Linked DNA regions of Hordeum vulgare: region 1 is linked to region 2. The links are chromatin contacts, called in public Hi-C maps. All regions are on one chromosome and are shown on one strand. The core of a region is the stretch at or near the end of the contact, and the rest is flanking DNA. Distances in the headings are between cores, read along the strand shown. Region 1 holds the start of LOC123426566. Region 2 holds the start of LOC123426563 (probable serine/threonine-protein kinase PBL7).

Region 1 (6,005 bases), core at 1,979-4,478, 350 kb before region 2:
TGATAATCAATGTGCTGCTTCTCAGCAACTGCTTTTACATGAGGTTCTAGCGCCTCTAGATACTTCAAGCCTCTCCTGAAAAAACTCAACTGAAAGTTCAAACAATTATGAGATGGTTAATAGTGTATACCATTGTAGGGATCCATATTAAATATTAATAACTCCTGTGAAGAAGAGTTAACGTACCTGAGCAGCATGATGGCGAGCAGCCTGTGTCAAAATACTTAAGAATTGACCTTGCTTCAATGATTTCAAGCGAAATATGAATAATGTTGCATCTTCTTGGTACTCGAGAAAGGATGCTTGCAATTGTTCTGGGGAGAATGTTTCAGTTTTGGGATTCCTTGATCGTCCTTTATCTTTATAGGCTGACCGCATGGTTTCATATTCCTCTCTGAAGCCAAAAAAACATTTTTCAGAACTTGGAGAGAGAAAAGGTAAATGTGTTAAATTCAAGGTAAATTTGTACCTTCTCTGATCACAGTTGTCCTTCATTTCCTGTGTTAGTAAGAATCAAATGAAAGGGACGCGTGTCATGGTTTCATAAATTGAAGTATAAAAGGAATTCAATTAGTTAGTTAGTATTCAGAGATGATGATAACTACAACACAAACACTAAATTGGAATGACATTACAAAACGTGATGGTAGTAATTAATTGTATTAATTAAGTTGAGACAACCACAGTCAAAAAGATCAAACCTCTACAACTTGTAGCTCCTTGAGAAGAGACTCTGAAGGGTTTGTGATTGTATTAATGATATTTGTGCGCTGAAAAATAACAATTACAGGTCAGAGTATTACAGTACATGGAAATTTACATAGGTAGAAAGAACCTGACAGTATGGCAACTTCCAAGACTGTTTCAGTTCAATGTTACTAAGGTAGAAAGAAAATTTACATAGTTATCCACAAACTTTTGTAGTTCAAATTGAGCCTTTCCTAGCATCATCAGCACCCTGCCTGCAGGTAAAAGACCACATGAATAACGCAAGAGGACCACATACTTCTATGACTAAGGAAGTAGACCTCCAAAACAAACAACACAAGAATTTCGCTTTCGATATTCACTGAAATCCGACTATGACCTTGTTCCATAAGAAAACAAATGGACAGATCTAGACTAATCACATGTATAGAAAAAGTAGCATCAGGGGTATTTGTTTTTCATGGAGAATCTGGTAATTTTGACGAAGAAAAAAAATAGTAACATGAAAATATAACAGAGTTAGATTTAAATCAAGAGATATCCTTTGCTGCAAAAACTGCTAAGAATAAGTCCAGGAATGCAAATTTCCATATAATATGTGCTTATACATCCAGACAACTCACCACTGTCATCATCATCGCAATCCAATGCAGTTTTCTCAAGTAAGCAAGTTCCCATTTCTGCCATAGCTTCTGCAAACTCTGTGTACATTTGATCACAATGAATTATGGAAGTACTATTACATGAGCACACAGTCTCTATTAGAGGTTACTTGGGCACTTTTATTTCGTTAAAAATTACTATATCAAAGAAATGTTATAGCATACCATATACACTATTTGTTGTTGCAGCTGCAGCCGAAAGCAAGCTATCATAACAAGTTCTCATTTCCTCCATCTCCTGCAAAATAAGAACCTCACATAAATTGGGTTACAGAAACTGTATTTCCACCAGATTGATAATCTTTGCACCTGCTAATGACAGGTGAACTGTGAACACTATCAAATAGAAGGAAAAACCATTCTGACAGGAGTTTGGCAGCCTGGATCCATTAGATCATGTTGTACAAAAGCTAAGGTTTAGCCCACTTCATATAGATATTTGAAGATTTGATCCTACCAAGGGCAGAGTAGACAGGCAAATAGTACTACATCATCAACAGCTTTGAGATCCACTTCTTGCTAACAACATGCCCCATCGGCAAATGAAAAATGGCAGTCATGGCCTTCTAGCGAAACGAACCGGCATCCAAAAACAAACCCTCCTACATTTAACATTGGCATGCTTAAATCTTCTCCTTCATTATCGCCACGTGCAAAAGCGTCAACTTTTCATTCTTATACCAAAAAATCAAAAAGTAAAACTGAATGAAATAAAGGACTTCTTCAGATTAATCAGAGCACTGCACTCATCCCCCTTACTGCTCTACAACTCTAGCCATGACTAAAATCCCGTAGTCCCTTTCAAGCATCTATCAACACTTCAGTCACTTTCATCTAAGTTGGACTGACTACATTGCTGTTGAAATGGAAGATGCCGATATGACTCAGCAGCCAGTACTCCCTAAATATAAAAGATTTTTTATACTAATCTTGAACATATATATAATCAGCAGCAAACACTAACATATCTTGATATATAAGAATCATCAGCCATGTTTATCGCATATAAAAAATTACTCCACTAATGACTTTGAATTGCTGACCCAAGACTCGTTCCAGATAGCACCTTTCTCCAATAAAAGTTTCCTGCCATAGACTTTGACCAGCAGAGCCAAGCCACAAAAATCAAACGCGTGTAGCAGCCAGAATAACACAAAAAAACAATCAGTTCTCACAAATTTCACAAACCATTGAAATAAAATATCGTTACAGCGGTCGCATAGAACTGTTGCTTTGTTCATCCTCACGCGTAAAAGAAGAAAGGCAGACGAAGAAAAAAAATGATCTCTCTATCCCTCGCTAGAGTTTAATTCCCTTCGATCTCACATAATCGCTACGAGCAAAAAAATTTCAACGCAGCCAACAAGGACCGATACACACAAAAACTAAAGAGAAACAGCCCGGCAATACCGCAATTTCTCGATCGGCCAAGCCTCGTGATCCAGTTTAAGCGCATATTCCAAACCAGCAGCGCGTAATGATGCCAGGGGAAAAAAATCGTAGTGAGAGTAGGGAGTCGGCGAAACCTGGGCGGCGTCGACGAGGTCGTCGAGCTTGGCGGGCGGCGGGCGTTGGTCCTTCCTCTCCTTGTGGTGATGGGGGAGGGCGAGGCCCCGGAACTTGCGCAATGGCGATTTCATCGTCGAATCCAGAAACTAGCGCCAATTCGTGCCCGGCGATGATTCGAAGAGGGGAGAGGAGGGAGAAAGAGGAGGTTTGTTTCTAGTTTGACAAGATGGATTTCCGAAGACCAGAAATGGAGGAGGGAGAATACGATGTCTTCCTTTATGGAGATGCTACTGGTGTTTTGGGAACGGAAAATAATTGTAAACAATTTGGTCCATGTTTGACCTGACGCAACCAGTTTGACCAAAAAAAGAGAGAATATCCCCACGCACACTAAATGGAAAGATGAGAACAAACTGTAAGGACGCGTTTTGGTATCCAGCGTACAGCCCGACCAGCCCGTTGGATGAAAAAAAAAAGTAAACATTTGTGACCGGTGCGTCGATCGAAGATTCACACCCTCCTTGCTTCTTCCGTTTTCAACACTGTGGCTGCGAGCAATGAAGACGCGCGGCCCTGACGAGGCTGTTTACTACCCCACATCGATGGGGAGCTGCGACGGCGAGCAGCCCCGGCGGCGACGGCGAGCTGCGAAGGCGAGCGGTGACAGCAACCGGCCTTGACGAATGGCGTTCAGCTCCGACGAGGTTGCGGTCTCCCCGTTCCCGCGCGCACGACCACCTAATTTGACGGATGAGCTGCATAACTGCAACGGTGGGACACAACCACAAAACAGGGATGCTGAAACCAACATCGATTTTTGCTACATGTTTCAACTGCCATCACAATTTGCTACAACAGGCATTGCTATCTGCTACCACCGGTGTCACATTTTGCTACATGGCACATGGCTTCATGATTTTTGCTACAACCGGCAACGAATACATCCGACGACATGATTTGTTGCAACGGCCACGACGAAGTTTGTGGTGGCGACGACGGGGTTGTGATTTTTGCTGCAACTAACAGCAGAAAAAGCTACCATTGATACGTCTCCAACGTATCTATAATTTTTTATTATTCCATGTTATTATATTATCTGTTTTGAATGTTTTATATGCATTAATATGCTATTTTAAATTATTTTTAGGAGTAACCTATTAATCTAGAGCCTAGTGTCAGTTTCTGTTTTTTTCATATTCTTGAGTATTGCAGATAAGGAATATTAAACAAGTTCAAACGAAATAAAATCTCTGGAATGATTTTTTTTACCAGAAGAAACCTGCCAGACATGGAGAAGGGGGCAGGAGACCTGCCGGAAGACGACAAGCCTATAGGGCCCCGTGCACGTCTCCTAACCCTAATCTTCATCCTATAATTCCCAAATATTCCCCCAATGCGAGACACAGGCCAAAAAATACTTTTCCTCCGTCGAGAGCCTCTGTTCTCGTGAGATCCAATCTTGAAGCCTTTTCCGGTAAACTGTCGGAGAGGGAATTGATCACGAAGGGCATCTACATCAACTCCATTGCCCCTCTGATGATGCGCGAGTAGTTCACCATAGACCTATGGGTCCACAACTAGTAGCTAGATGGCTTCTTCTCTTTATTTGTTCTTCAATACCATGTTCTTCATGATCTTCATGGAGATCTATCCGATGTAATACTCTTTTGCGGTGTGTTTGTCGAGATCCTATGAATTGTGGGATTATGTTCAGATTATCTATGAATATTATTTGAATCTTCTCTGAATTCTTACATGCATGATTTCATATCTTAACAAGTCTCTTCGAGTTATTGGTTTGGTTTGGCCAACTAGATTGGTAATTCTTACAATGGGAGAAGTGCTTAGTTTTGGGTTCAATCTTGCGGTGTCCTCACCAAGTGACAAAGTAGGGGTAGCGAGGCACGTATTGCATTGTTGCCATCGAGGATAAAAAGTTGGTGTTTTCATCATATTGCTTGAGTTTATCCCTCTACATCATGTCATCTTACTTAATGCATTACTCTGTTCTTCATGAACTTAATACTCTAGACGCAGGCATGAGTCGGTCGATGTGTGGAGTAATAGTAGTAGATGCAGAATTGTTTCGGTCTACTTGACACAGACGTGATGCCTATATGCATAATCATTGTCGTGGGTATCTTCATAATTATTCACTTTTTATCAATTGCTCGACAGTAAGTTGTTCACCCGTCGTATTATTTTCCTTCATGAGAGAAGCCTCTAGTGAAACCTATGGCACCCGAGTCTATTTCCCATATTATACTTTCAGATCTATAAACAAAAAATACTAAAAATATATTGCTGCTATTTATTTACTTTAAGTTCTAGCAACCTTTTATATCCATCTCTATGAGATCTCATCCTTGCAAATAACTGTGAATGGATTGACAACCCCTTTGTAGAGTTGGGTGCAACTGTTTGATTGCTTGTGTAGGTGCTAAGACTGGGGTCTTGCTTATTCCTCCTACTGAATTGATACCTTGGTTCTCAACAAACTGAGGGAAATACTTATCTACTTTGCTACATCACATGTTCCTCTTCAAAGGAAAACCAACGCAAGCTCAAGAAGTAGCAAGAAGGATTTCTAGCGCCGTTGCCGGGGAGGATACATAGCAAGATCAAGCCTACCAAGTACCCAACACAAACTTATCTCTTGCATGTACTTTATTTTCCATTTGCCTCTCGTTTTCCTCTCCCCCACTTCTAAAACGATTTTCAGAAAATACCAAAAAGATTTGCTTTTTTGTTCGCCCTTCTTTCGTTTGCCTTTTTCGTTTGCTTGGGTGTTAGATCGCTTAAACTCATGGCTAGCCTTGCTACTATCGCTAGTATTCCCGAGAATGAAGTTCTTAATTTTAAGCAAAGGGGGGAGAAAACTTAAAAGATGCTTGGTATAGAATTTGCAATGCTCAAAATAGTTCTATTCGTAAGCAATCTACTACCGTTCTCCTTCGCAATTTTTATGTGGGTGTCTCTCCTTGGAATAGATATGTTTTGGATACCATTATGGGAGGAAAATTCTTGGGTAGCCATACCTTTGAATCTTATAATGCTATGACGAATTTGGCAGGTTCACCCCCACTCATGGTTAATGAAACAATCTTAACTTTGGAACATGTGATG
Region 2 (5,858 bases), core at 1,845-4,344:
TGGAGGTACTCCAGCCCTTTAGCAGCACCAGCTGCGATTTTCATCCTAGTGTTCCAGTCCAACGGTTCCTTATCAGGAGGGAGATCTGCATCAAGTGTTACACACAAATTAATTAGCCAAAAACGAAATAGGCAGAGTTACTTGGAACAAGGTTGAACATAATAGTTATACAAATGCCTTTTTTTCGCACAGAATTTCTTGAGTAATGAATTTGATTTGTAGCACTAGCTTATTGAAGGACTATGCATTCATGTCCCCAATATTGACTCATGAATACCTCAAAAAGAAAAACACTCATGAAGATACGAATTGGGAAGATATCCACATGGTTCAAAAGAAAATTTTCCTGGTGCACAGTTGCATGGTTAGATCTGAGCTCAACTGAAATAGTTCAGTGATGTACTTTCTGTGCACAACATTGCCCACAGCACGGCCCAGAAAAATTGAGTCATCTGGAACAGGGTTATTTACTGTTATGTCAGCTATATGTTTCCATGCTAGGTTCCAATTATTGGCATACCTGACTTAGCTAGTAGCTTAGTCTATTCTCTGGTCCCCAACTATATTCTTCAATACAATAATTTACATGACCCTTTTTCTAAATAATCAAATTAACCAACACGTCTAGCAATTCTACCGTCGCGGTGATTGCTTTCATTCACTTCAGTGAGCATGGTAGCAAAATGAACCTAAATGAAGTTCAGTATTTGAATATCAACTTCTTTCCTGCCTTGCGAAAAGAAATTAAATCTTGCACTCAGAGAGCACAAGGTTTATGACCGTATGAATGTATCACAGATATTAAACTACATACACATGGAACACATCCAATATTTGACCAAAGATCACCACATAAAGTCAAGTTACCTAATTTGCACTCTTCAGAATATTGCCCAGAATATAAAATATTTAGCAGCCATGTCTCAAGCGGTTGACTTACCAATTAAGTAGTAGATTAAGTTATACTACCATGCTAACAAACAAACATACAAATACAGGGCGTTCACCCAATTAATTGATAAAGATGGGGCCAGCAAGGTCATCCGGAGAAACCTACTAGATACTGTGCATGTTATGTACCGCTGCATGGACAAAGGGACTTGGCAAGTTGGCAGAGCAAAATTTCTCACAATCATGAAAAGAATCATGCACATGGAGCAACAATAAAACAATCATGGACAGATGGGGGCAGACAGAATAGCAGATTGACAACCTGTACTGAAGCAAACATGTGAAAAACAACCAGTATCACATATGTACACAGTACCCGCACAGAAATATGAACGGGGGTTCAAAAGGCATTGATCTGCAGTCTGCACAACACCAATGTAAAAAATAACAGACAGTCTTACCATGGAGATGGTCTTCCAATGATCCAAGGGGCATATACTCATACACCAGAAGGCGTTGTTCTCCATCAGCGCAATAACCAACCAAATTAACAAGGTTTTGATGATGCAGCAAACTGAGCATGAGGACCTCCACCAGAAATTCTTTGTTTCCTTGATTTCCATCCCTATTGAGCTGCTTTATAGCAACAACCTGCAACAGGTGCTTCAAACATTTCAGCTTTGCATGTGCCAGGCCCCGTCTCATGCTTTAGGACATAAAATACTTCATTCAGATGGCAAGCATTAATTGTTTCATGTGATTCATCTTGCTCAATTAACGAAGGGCCTATGGACAATCAAGCAGCCAAGGCCAGCAGAAACTGAATCTGCTATGCCTATAAGTGAACATGGACTTTTCTTGCATTTGGGAATCCACTCATGATGTGCAAACACTGCTTTTCTTGGATGTCCTAGAGGAATCAATGGCGCCTTTGATACAACCAAGTGACCTCGGTACTACTCTAAACATCAAGAAACAAGAAAGACGGAAACAAAAACTAAAACCTAGCTTTGCCAACAAAACAAGTTACCTGGCCTCCATCAAGACGGCCCTTGTAAACACGTCCAAACCCTCCCTCCCCAATGAAGCATTCCTCCCTGAAGTTCCTCGTGGCAGCGGTAAGCTGACGGAAGGTGAACGTCTGCGCAGAGAGGACATTACCATTGGCATCCCTGAGATCTGAAAGCTCCTTCATTCCGGCATTGCCTTTTGCCCTTGCCTTCTCAGCCCCTGCACATATTCACATCGTCATGCAGATGAAGACACAATCATGATGAAGGAAGACAACAACCCAAAAAAGCATTCTACTCCTAATCATACGACAAATCGCGAAAACCAGCCTGGTAGGTCACATATTTGTACACTCTATCAGAAATATCTTAGGGAATTACTAACCACACTTTATTCACGTCTATTCCCTCAATCCATTCACCAGGATCACCTTGCCCATCGTCACCAGCCATCTAGATTCTATAGTCCAGCGAGAAAAGTCCAACAGAGAGCATCAAAGCATCATGAGGCACTTCTTCCACTGCCCAGCCACCACGGTCACGCAAAGTCGACGAAAAGATCGCCACAAGATCCAGATCTGACCTATTATTCTGCGCAAGGCCGGGTTGCTCTAAGGAAACGATTACTATCTTACACGAATCTACAAGTCAGAAGCTGAGACCGAGCGTCTCTTCCCCTCCACTCCGGCCCGCGGTGCCGGTGGGAGGAAAAGGGAGAAGAGACTAACAGAGAGCATCAAACCATCAACGGATCCGATCCTACTCCCATCAATCGACCAGAAGGCCGATCGGAGAGGCGCACGCACCTGCGGGGAGCTTCTCGACGCGCGGTGGGACCATGGGTCTCTCCTCGCGGGCGCCGACGCCGGAGGACGATGCCGCAGCCGCAGTCCGTCCGCCTGTGCCATTTCCGCCGCCGCCGCCGCCGCCGCCGCCCTGCTTGGGGTAGAGCAGCTCCCCGTCGGAGCTCGAATCGAAGCACGGGAAGCAACCCATAGCGGCTCACCAATGAACTCCCCGCATTCCCGCAACAAACGCCGCTGGATTCGTGCCGGACAGGAGCACCCCAGACCAGCGGACCAGGTCGGCGGGCGGGCGGAGGGGCCTTGGAGGCGGGGGTAGGAGGAGGAGGGGAGGAGACTGCTGGTGGACTCCGTGAGCCGACGCGGTTTCGGCCTTGCTTTTGGCTGCTGCCGTTTTGCGCCGCTGCGTCTTAACAGGCCCGGGACTGGGGTTGGTAAGAAACGGGTAACCATGGTCTATGGGAGGTTAGGACCTCACTGTCATTTTCAGTTTTCTTTTTCTTTTTTAGTGTGATCCATCTTGGTTGCCTTCTTTTTGACAAAATATCGAAGAGCAACAAATTACTCCCTCCCGTCTCAAAATAAATGACTTAAAAATGACTCAATTTTACACTAACTTTAGTACAAAGTTGAGTCATTTTTGAGTCACTTATTTTGGGACGGAGGGAGTACGAGAAACATATCAGGCAGCCAAGTAAGTGAGGATTTAACCAAGTCAGGTGATGCTACTTCGGTAATCCCGATGAAAAATATTTCGGAAAAGAAACAAAAACCTGAAATAAAATGGAAAAAAATAAAAGGAAGACTAACAACACCACAAAAGTAAATCATGAATCACAAGGGCCAATAAAATTCATGATGGCACATAAGGGGGGAGAGGTATAGAACAAAGAAGAAAGCAAGTTTCAGAAGTGAGAAAAAAAATGCAAAAAGGGATACCTTTAGGCGAATGGAGAGGAAGGAAGAAAATCAGCAACATAACGGAACCAAAGAAGAGGAAGGCTAACATGATGGACTTGACGACATAGAAATAGCAAAGAAGTCAAAGATGAAGGTTGAGGGGAATGAAGAGGAAGAAGAAAACACCAACTCAAAAATTGTGAACGCCGAACTGCAGGGACAGTCTGGCGAGCCAAAATGAGAAATTTAGCATGGAACTAACGAGGATTGGGGAATGGCCGACGGTGAGAGGACTTCTGGATCTCCAGAAGTAGGTGGATCCCGACATCCTCTTCTTATCTGAGACCAAACTTGATAAAAGATGATGGAAAGGTTTAAGTGGATGCTAGGTATGGGGAAACATAATGGTGAAAGACTATGAAGGAAAGAGTGGTGGAGTGGCTTTATTATGAAAGAAAGAAGTACAAATTGAGCTGCACAGCTACTCCAGGTATCACATTGATGTACAAGTAATGGAAAAGGATGTATTCAAATGGTGATTTATTGGCATTTATGGAGAGCCTCCAAGTGATAAAAGGAAGATAACTTGGAAATTGCTCCGCGTCCTCAACCAGCAACTTAACTTCTCATGGGTGTGTGGTGGTGATTTTAATGCGATAATGTATAACCATGAGAAGACAGGGGCAACTAGAGCACAATGCCAAATGGAAAGATTTAGAGCGGCCCTAGCAGACTATGAGTTGAGGGATTTAGGCTGTGGAGTTCTGTTTGTCAAAAAGAAGGATGGCACGGACCGACTGTGTGTCGATTACCGTCCATTGAACAAGAAGACAATCAGGAACAAATATCCACTTCCGAACATAACTGAGTTGTTTGAATAGTTGAAAGGTGCTAAGGTCTTCTCCAAGCTCGATCTCAGAATGGGCTATCATCAAATTCGCATTCGCGAAGAAGATATTCCCAAGACTGCTTTCAGGACTAGTTTTGGCTCGTATGAGTATACGGTCATGTCTTTTGGTCTGGCAAATGCTCCTTCGTCATTCTGTCATTTGATGAACTACATATTCTCTCCGTTCAAGAATGACTTTGTCTTTCTCTATCTCGACGACATTCTGGTTTTTTATGAAACTGAGGAAGAACATGAAGAACATCTCAGATTGGTGCTTGATAAGCTGAGAGAGTACAAGTTGTATGCCAAGTTTTCCAAGTGTGAGTTCTGGCTGAAAGAAGTTGTCTATCTTGGGCACATTATCTCTGCCGAGGGCATCAAAGTTGATCCGTCGAAGGTGCATGCCATTGTTGAATGGGAGCCTCCGCAGAATGTGAAGCAGCTTTGAAGCTTTCTCGGTCTTGCAAGCTTTTGCAGAAGGTTCGTTGAGAACTTCTCCAAGATTGCTAAGCCGCTCTCAAGTCTTCTTTAGAAAGGTGTGAAGTATGCTTGGTCTCTAGAGTGCCAGTTGGCCTTCGACACACTCAAAGAGAAGCTCACCTCCACTCCAGTCTTGGTTCCTCCGGATGATTCCAAGCCTTACCAGGTGTACTGCGATGCTTCTCTTCAGGGTCTTGGTGCAGTTCTGATGCAAGAGAAGAAAGTGGTTGCTTATACCTCCAGGCAGTTGAAGCCAATGGAGAAGAATTATCATGTGCATGATCTTGAGCTAGCAGTTGTGGTACACGCTCTGATGACTTGGAGACACCTCTTGTTGGTACGAAAGGTTGAAGTGTTGACCGATCACAAGAGTCTCAAGTACATCTTCACTCAGCCTAACCTGAATCTTCGGCAAACTCGTTGGGTGGAAATGCTCCAAGATTTTAATCCGAGTGTTGAGTACACGCCAGGCAAAGCTAATGTCGTGGCAGATGCCTTGAGTAGGAAGGCGTATTGCAACAGTCTTATTCTGAAACCTCTCCAGCCTAGCCTTTGTGAGTCTTTCAGGAAGCTCAACCTTCAGTTAGTACCTCAGGGATTTCTTGCAAACCTTCAGATCTCTCCTACCTTGGAAGATCAGGTCCGAGCAGCACAGCTTCTTGATGCAATGGTGAAGAAAGTCAAGATTGGCGTGGCAAAGAGTCTTCCCAAGTATAAGTGCTTCAGTGTTGATGCCAGAGACACGTTGTTCTTTGAGGATCGTCTTGTCGTTCCGAAAGGTGATCTCAGAAAGGTAATCATGGAAGAAGCTCATAACTCTCTGCTCTCTATTCATACTAGAAGCTCCAAGATGTATTAGGACCTGAAACAGACCTTCTGGTGGAC

The links. Hi-C and Micro-C count contacts between places; a contact is called where the count stands out from the background.
Region 1: a Hi-C map of seedling shows a contact between it and region 2, with 7 times the contacts expected there. The contact joins the promoter of LOC123426566 here to the promoter of LOC123426563 in region 2. A contact is called at or near these places in 3 of 6 Hi-C or Micro-C datasets (leaf and seedling).

The regions. Positions count from the first base shown.
Region 1 is chr2H:440,184,908-440,190,912 of MorexV3_pseudomolecules_assembly, reverse strand. It overlaps LOC123426566, which reads right to left and starts at 3,228. Exons shown (of 11, transcript XM_045110422.1): 1 at 2,897-3,228; 2 at 1,536-1,608; 3 at 1,332-1,409; 4 at 901-962; 5 at 702-770; 6 at 470-498; 7 at 187-394; 8 at 1-89. The coding sequence starts at 3,010.
Region 2 is chr2H:439,837,281-439,843,138 of MorexV3_pseudomolecules_assembly, reverse strand. It overlaps LOC123426563 (probable serine/threonine-protein kinase PBL7), which reads right to left and starts at 3,094. Exons shown (of 5, transcript XM_045110421.1): 1 at 2,708-3,094; 2 at 1,922-2,121; 3 at 1,353-1,542; 4 at 1-85. The coding sequence starts at 2,897.